Regions from separate parts of the Zea mays genome. Here region 1 is linked to region 2. A link is a contact called in public Hi-C data. All regions are on one chromosome and are shown on one strand. The core of a region is the stretch at or near the end of the contact, and the rest is flanking DNA. Distances in the headings are between cores, read along the strand shown. Region 1 has its middle 51 kb from the start of LOC109941971. Region 2 holds the start of LOC100273692.

What was found. Hi-C and Micro-C count contacts between places; a contact is called where the count stands out from the background.
Region 1: a contact with region 2 is called in a Hi-C map of ear, with 2.0 times the contacts expected there. The contact joins the enhancer-like site here to the promoter of LOC100273692 in region 2. A contact is called at or near these places in 2 of 25 Hi-C or Micro-C datasets (ear and leaf).

Annotation. Positions count from the first base shown.
Region 1 is chr8:33,742,294-33,746,193 of Zm-B73-REFERENCE-NAM-5.0, forward strand. No RefSeq gene overlaps it. Among protein-coding and RNA genes, the nearest start is that of LOC109941971, 51 kb to the right of the region's middle. Within about 2 kb of position 1,283, at least 17 of the 20 cell types and tissues checked have an H3K27ac peak or open chromatin away from gene starts, as enhancers often do. A contact at or near this core is called in ear and leaf, where this site is marked.
Region 2 is chr8:33,476,782-33,481,002 of Zm-B73-REFERENCE-NAM-5.0, forward strand. It overlaps LOC100273692, which reads left to right and starts at 2,269. Exons shown (of 13, transcript NM_001365756.1): 1 at 2,269-2,531.

The DNA.
Region 1 (3,900 bases), core at 33-2,532, 260 kb after region 2:
TCGATCCAGCCTCCTTTATGTGTCTATGTATCGTTATTGGTCACCCTAGGTGAACTTCACCAAGCCGCTAATTACTGAAGGACACTTAGTAATTTTTGTTAATGACTGAATCTCGATCAGATTTACCGGTAATTATTGAGTCTTGTTCAGTCATTATCGGTTATTACCGAAGATCATTTATGTATTGTTAATTTTCATTGACTATGGCTAGTGGATAGAAATTAATTGGTCTTTGTTGGCTAAGCAAAGCCAATAAAAATTCCTAATTTTTGAGTTACATTTTATCTAACAGAGTCCATCTGAAAAGTTAGATACCGAATAAAATTAGGTAATTTTGATCTAAACTAATTTTCATCCGCTCTTAAGTGGGAAATATCATTCAAATATTGTTGTGTCGATTGCGGTCGTGGCGCACATCGTCGTCCGCCACATGCTTTCCTGTAGCCGTGCCAACCGGTAATTTGGGTCTAGGCCATCTCCAGCAGGCCATGTAAACGGCTGTGCAAAGTACTGTTTTGAACTGTACATTGCATTGTTTGCAAATTAAAGTTTGAAATAATAATTAAAATAGTTAGGCCCTCTTTGGCAGGGCTCTAACTTCTCTAAATACTCTGACTCATTGGCTTCTCCGGAGAAGCTGAAACCGCTTTGTAATTCGTTTGGCAAAGCTTCTCCTATGTTTTTCGAATGATGTATGTGGAAAACGTAGGAGCCGGTAGCATCCACATTTTTTTGTGCTCGAGCTCACAGCAATAAAACGCCTCCGACTTTCAAAGGGCTCACAACGAGAAGCTATTTTTGTCACTGTTTGATAGGGCTTCACGATGAGCCCGAGCTAGAGCCATAAAAAAAAGTCATGTCAAAGGGCTCTTAATGTGATTGGGAAGTCTATTAGAGATAGTCTAGCACCACGAATTTATTATGTGCTTGGTTTGAGGTCAAATAGGATTAGCCGGTAGCAACACTATCCTTTCAATTTTTTGGATCACGTCGCCACCAAAAAATTACTCTGATGTTTACCTCATCCCCACTTAACTCTAATCTAAATGCTATAAAAACTATATCCACTACTTCCATCTCTTTTTATACATCAACAACACACTGTATACCATAGTGGCTGGACGGATCGGTGCACGCACGCGAGCGACACGGGTAGTGCATGGTGGCGAGGTCAACCGGGAGTCCACAAATTAAAAGCGCGTGCGGTCTCGCGGCCCCGGCCATGGAAGGAGAGAACTGCCAGGACCACTAGTCCAATACCGCGCGCGGTCACGCAATACGTAGCAGCCCACCTACGGCTGCCCCCTGGTCGGCGGACTCCACTGTATATATACGTACTGTACAAGATACTATTACACTGGCACTGGCAGTCTGGCACTGCCTGCCGCCCGCCAACTCTGCATTCTTGCATGATCTATCTCGTAGCACCGGTCATATCGCGCCAGTTGTAGTGCCGCGCGTGCATGTGCCATTGGCTCATTGCGAGTGTAAATCTTGTTGATTGCTCAGTTTTTGTTCGGATTATGTAGAGAGAGAGACCATGCAGGCATATCGATCGGTGCTCTTCGATACATCTGCTTCTTCATTCCAAACCCGAATGTTGGTACGATCCGCAACAAAAGCTCTGCAGTTTGCATCATGTGTCTCTCGATCTGCTGTAGCTCCCGCAGGGGCTATAGCTTCCCGCTAAGTGCAGAAGGGCTTGGACTATCTGCAACGGTTTCCTCTAAACTTCACTCCTATATCTCACTTTTGTGTCACGTCACACATAGTGGCGGAGTACCCATTATGGCTTACTAAATTATGTTTGGTGTAGTGGTAAGTGCATACTGCCTGCAATCAATATGTTGCAAGTCCGAGTCCTATGTGTTGCATCATGTTTTTTTCTTTTTTATCCTTCTTCAACCATACCTAATTATTATTCCGTCCTCCGCCACTGGTCACACAGATTCCACCCTTTATTTTTCTCCCTTTCACAACAGTTACCCCTAAATTCTTCTCTTATACCCACTAAAACTATTAAATATTATTTTTCATATCGTTTCATCATCTAATATCATTTTTTCTCAACTAATAAATAATGGTGTGCACATAATTTGATGCAAGGGGGCTGGCATAGTCCACCCTTGCTCTGGCGTGTTGTGGCTTGCAGCAAAGGGGTAGGGGAGGGAGTAGAGGCAGCGCTGCACCGTGGTTGTGACGCTAAATTGCTACAGGATTAGCGGAGGGGAGGTGTAGAGTGAAGCGTTGCAACCAGTCTCGCTCCTAAAGCCTCCTCTAGACGCTACATGTGAAGAGGAAAACACAGAGACACGCCAGATAGAGGGGGCACTGTGCCAGCCCCCTTCACTCGCTTTCTGTGTACGGTAGAGATTGTTAGTTGGAGAAAAAGTAATAATAGGTGATAAATAGGTATGGAAAATAATATTTTATATGGATGGTGGGGTGTAGGAGGAGTATTTATTAGAAGGAACCGTTGTGGGTGAACAAATTATAGAGGATAGAGTCTTGTTGACGTGGCTGCATAGTGCCATATAGGGGGAGAAATTTAGGTGAGAACATTGAGGATAGCCTAACAGGCGTGGTTGGTTGGTCCACCGTAAGAGCCAGGCCAGCGTGAGCCTGAGCGATCTGGAAAGCCCCTCTCCCGCGTCTCCGCGCGTGTAAGTGGGAAAACGCCTAGGCTACATCTGCATGTGTAGGCTGTGCTTGGACCGTGTATGCAACCAATCATGCGGTCAACACACTGCGAATCTAGGCATGGCCGGTCAGGCAACCAATCACGTGAAATATGACTAATTGGTTTGTTGCGCCTGGGAAGCCAGACTCGCGCGAACCTGATCGGCCAGACACGCCCGAAACGGGGTACAAGCGGATGCAGCTACATAGTGTCCAAAATAATTTGTTTGCATTCGGTCATGCAGTCCACGCCTCTCACATACAACCAACCAATCGTAGGTTTAGATAAAGTCAATATATACGGTGGTCTAAGACAAGATCATGCAGTAACCAATTTTTTTGGCAACTTCGTCACTGAGAGTGTGCGCGCGTCTAATTTCATACTCTGTAGTAATGACTGAAAGCACGCGCTTTTGCAGCTGCCAGAGCAAGCTTCATTTGGTTTGCTTCTCGAGTTGTGTTAGCTTCCAGCTATCTGCTCTGCTGCATGTGTGTGGTTTTATGCTGGATGGTGATCGTAGTTTTCACCCTTTTCTCCTTTTCTTCTCTCGCTTTTCACTTGTTTTACCCACCTTTAACCCCGCGCTTTTTTCTCAGTTTTCTTTTGGTCCCCTCTCTACTAGCTAGGGGTGAATCTATAGAGCTAGCCAGCTACGTACGTACCATGATGTATCAAAAATCCTAACTCTGTCTGCTAGATAGGATATCATGCACCACTGCATGCATGTCGTCATGTCGATCGTCCTTTTCCCCCCTCTGGTAGAAGTCGACGTCGACCCAACATTTCTTTGGAATTTCTTAGTTGCCCTACTAGCTAGTTGGCCTGGAAAACAAGGACATCCATTTACACTCCCTCTCCCCTCTTTATAAGATGACCATTCATACACACAAATTAATTCACGAAAATCTATTTCCTGTCTTTCGTTCCATTTGTTGGCGGTGATTTGATTTGTATCTGCTTTTGCTAATTTATAATTAATACAACGATTAGTTGTGCGCGACCAAATTGCACTAGATAAAGATAACTGATGGTACGTAATAATTAACTGCTCTGGAGAACCTTTTAACCTGTCAATCCGCCCATTCGACTGACAGTGAAGCGGCATGTCTAGATCAGCTGTTCATGCATGCTGCTCCAATCGAATCGAAATCCGATGTTGCATTAGCAAGTCGATCGATCTGTGAACTGTGAATGGAAACAAGTAAGGCCTTGTTCGTTTG
Region 2 (4,221 bases), core at 1,019-3,518:
TTAAACCCCTGTTGTTGATTACCCTTACACATCACATGAACTCTCACCTTTGGTGAGTTTATGCCACTGGTTCCCCACAACTTGTTGAGCTATGATCATGTGTGAGCTCACCCTTGCTGTCTCACACCCCCCACAAGAGAAGAACATGTGGTTCAAGAGGAGCCACGTCGAGGAGTTCGATTCGATCTAGGTGGCGTTTCTCCCTCTTGTCTTTCTGGCGCCAAGGATGGATTTTAGATCCTGTTATATTTATCTTTTATTTTGTAAGACTTCCGCTATGTAATAAGTACTCTGATTATTGTGACATTTATCTCTATACACTCTGTTATTATATATGTTGTCTTCTTGGCGCATGTATGAGATGCATCCGGCTTTGTTCCTTAAAGCCTGGGTGTGACAAGCCTGTACGGTACCTGGTGCACCGGACACTATCCGGTGGCCGGTGCGCCAGACCAGGGTTCTCTTCGGTTTCTTTTGCTCCTTTCTTTTGAACCCTAACTTAGATCTTTTTATTGGTTTGTGTTGAACCTTTGACACCTATAGAATGTATAATCTAGAGCAAACTAGTTAGTCCAATTATTTGTGTTGAGCATTTCAACCACCAAAAATATTTAGGAAAATGTTTGACCCTTTTTCCCTTTCAAGAATAGACAAATAAAATGATATGGACCGTTGTTTTTTTATAGTGGGATTTATCTGGGGTTAAATTGTTTGGTGACTTTAGTAGAGACATGAGTGCGTGGGATGATTTGTGGGTGTACATAGTTTAGTTTAAACTGGTGGGTTTAAGGGGTAGAGATAAGACCAAGTGAATGCATGAGAAAACGTTGTGCCAGTTGCAACAAAAAATAGAGCTATCTCTGGTGATCGTGCTCCGACGTCGCGGTTACAACACTCGTTCTCATCGCCAGGCGCCGTGGCTCAGTCCCATTAGCCGGTCTGGCTCCGCGTCGAAGGAGCACACGACCATGGCGGCCAACGGACCATGCCTCCAGTGGCGACGCTGTCGCGCTGTCCAAGCGTCCCTCGGGTGCGCTGGCCTCGGCGACAACCAATTACAGAAAACTCGTGCTTTAGTAGAGTAGAAGATAAAAGATAGAAGATATATGGGTTGGACTAGACTAAGGTATCTCTAGCAGGCCTTGTATTTAATCGTACAAAGTATCATTTTACACTATAGACATACTGTTTGCAGAGTTAAGTTTATAATAAGAATTAAAATAGGGAATAATACAGAGAATTTGCTAACGACATAAAGTGCTCGAAGACCGACTCCATCTTCCACGACGGCAACAGGGCAGTGGGGCGTGAGGCGTGAGCGTGACTATAGGTGTACATTTGGGCCGGGCCTGATGGGCCGGCCCGAAGCACGGAAAAAAAAGCACGGCCCAGGCACGGCACGGCCCGAAATAATTTAGTGCCGGGCCGGCATGGCCCGTTATATCGGGCCGGGTTTGGGCCGAGGTCACGGCCCATGGACGGGCACGGGCACGGCCCGTTTAAGGCAGGCACGAAATGGCCCATATAGAGGCACGAAAAGGCCCATATATTTATTAAAACCACACTTCATTCCACACTTTCATATACTTGATAAAGAACACAAAGCTAGAGATAATGCTAGTTAGATGTTTTTTGTAGCTTTGAATTAGAGTGTGTGATGTAATTTTGCTTTTGTTATGAACATTAGACAATAAATTGAACTTACGAACTTTGTATAGAGCTGATTATACTCTTTTTCGTTCTAACAAAATGATTTATAAATGAGGTAGTCATTGCATAGCTGTGGTAACTTTAATACAAATATTAAGTTTGATTTTATTCAAATTTATTTGTCTTATCTTTTATTTGTTTTATTATTTTTTTGAATTTAGGGCTCTAATGTGAATTTTGGGCCAAAACTGAATTTCGGGCCAAAAATTGAATTTCGGGCCCTAATGTGAATTTCGGGCTTTTGTAATTTCGGGCCGCCCGAAATGAGCCCGGCACGTTTAAGCAATTACGGGTCGGGCCGTGGGCCGAGGGCTAGGCCCATGGGCCGGCCCGGCACGGCCCAAAATTCAAACGGGCCGGGCCGGCCCGAAATTCAAACAATACAGGTCTTTTCGGGCTTGGGCCGGGCCGGGCCGGGTGGCCCGAATGTACACCTATACCTTCGAGTTCGAACTTCCAGTCAGGCTCGACTCCGGCTCGAGATAGGCTCCGGCCGGATGGTCGTGACCATCCGGCCGGAGCCTATCTCGAGCCGGAGTCGAGCCTGACTGGAAGTTCGAACTCGAAGGTTAAGCTGGCTCGGCTCAACTTTCTGCTGGGGTCGAGCCTGTGCATCTGAGGACTGAGGTCGCTTGTGGTCTTGTGGACAGCCCTGCCCCGCTTCCAATAACTGCGCCGCCGCCTCTGCTCCTCTGCTGCCCCTTCGAATCGGGCACCACAAGAGCAAGGGTGTAGATGGGAGAGCCCAACGGATTGGTATAGAATCTTTTCCTCAACCCGTCGATTGTAGTTGCTCAGCACTAAGGAAATTCTCTGATCTGGTAAGTCCCAACAGTCCTTTCCTGTGAATTTTTGGTCGAATTATTTATTGGGGGCGTGGGAATTCAGCAGACTTCGGCCGAGGACGGTTCGAATCCGATCTGTATTATGCTATCACACAAATATCACGGGAGGCCGTAGAGGTGTTGTGATGTGTTTCTTTGGAGCACTCACTGCCCATTTGATCTTTGTAGTTGATTTGGGGATCGGAGGCTTCTTGATTTATGTTGTAGGGACTATTCTCTTAATTAGTATGTGATTTGGTCAAGAGGTGTGGAAACCCATATTCTCATATTCCCGTTGTTGGTAGGTTAATTGCGATGATTCATTGATAAAAAAGAACTCAGTTTTTAAAGTCATTGTGGTCGAAAGACCTAGTTCTTATATAGTTCACTGCTGGATGCTTTCTTGTATCATTCCATAGGCCTGTTTGGATACACGAACTATTTACTAGCTAGCTAAAAATTAGCCTTAGTGCATCCAAGTAAGAAAACTAATAGCTTAGTAATAGGTGAGCTTATTCTTTAGCTAAGTTTTCAACTAGTTGTTAGCCAACTAGCTATTCAAACTCAGCTAATTTGAGCTAATTTTTAGCCCGACCAGTAACTACCCCTAGCTCATCCAAACAGACCGTAAGTGGGTATCAAAGAGGTTCTATCTTCCACCTCTAAAAACAGAAGCAGCTATCAATTCTTGTTCCCTGGGTAACTCTGCAAAACAAAGTTGCTTATAATTGTGGCCATCGTTTTATAATCAGTGCAAAAGGTGATGTCTTTAGCAACATTCTTGCTGGATTTTACTATTGCTGGGGTCTTCCTGCCTAGGCAATACGGTGTGCCCAGCCTGCCTTGGGTGACCTTCTAAATCATGGAGGCAACTATTATCTTTATCCAATAAAATAAGTGACATATTGTAGTGTGTGTAGTGAAACTAATAATAATGTGTGCCGCCGAACTATTTGAAGTCTGAGCAGCAAAATTCTTATAGTTGTTTTAACTTGTGATGAGCAAGGTCGCAAATGTTTTGTGGCTATATTCAATTTGATATTGCTTCCGATATATTATAACTCTAATAGGTTTTGCATGCTATTGCTATAGAAAGCACTGTTTTCAAGTTGTATGACTAACCACAATTAGTCATCTAAATCGGTTATTAAGGGGGCGATTAGGAGTATCGACTCGATTAGGTGTGCTAATCGTCCAGTCGTCCGATTAAGCGGCGACTGATCTCAATTAGTTCTCCGTTTTGGACTAGAAACCGACCAGGTGTGTTAGGCTTATTTGGGTCTCCTATTTTCGGCCTAGCTACAATTCCATATGAACAGCCACCACTAACACCTCTCCAGTTTCGCACGAGTGCACAACCCTTCAGTTGTTGCCCAGCTATCCAGTTCCCTCTCATCGGCGGTTGTTCTCTCTTGCCCCTCCTCTCTAGTTCTCTCTCAGCAGCGACCATTCTCTCTTGCCCCTCCTCTCTAGATCCCTCTCACTAGTGGCGGCAGCAAATCCATCCCAAAGATGAGCTCCTGTTCTGAAGTACAGACTACAAACTCCCGGTTCACTCCAGATCTTCTTTTGTTATTTGTTCACGAGTTCTCTTGTTCAAAGGAGTTCTTCACTGGTTCTCTGCTAGTCTGTTGTACATCCTTTTCACACTCACATGTTCTCTTGTTCCTGTCCTGATGCTGATCAC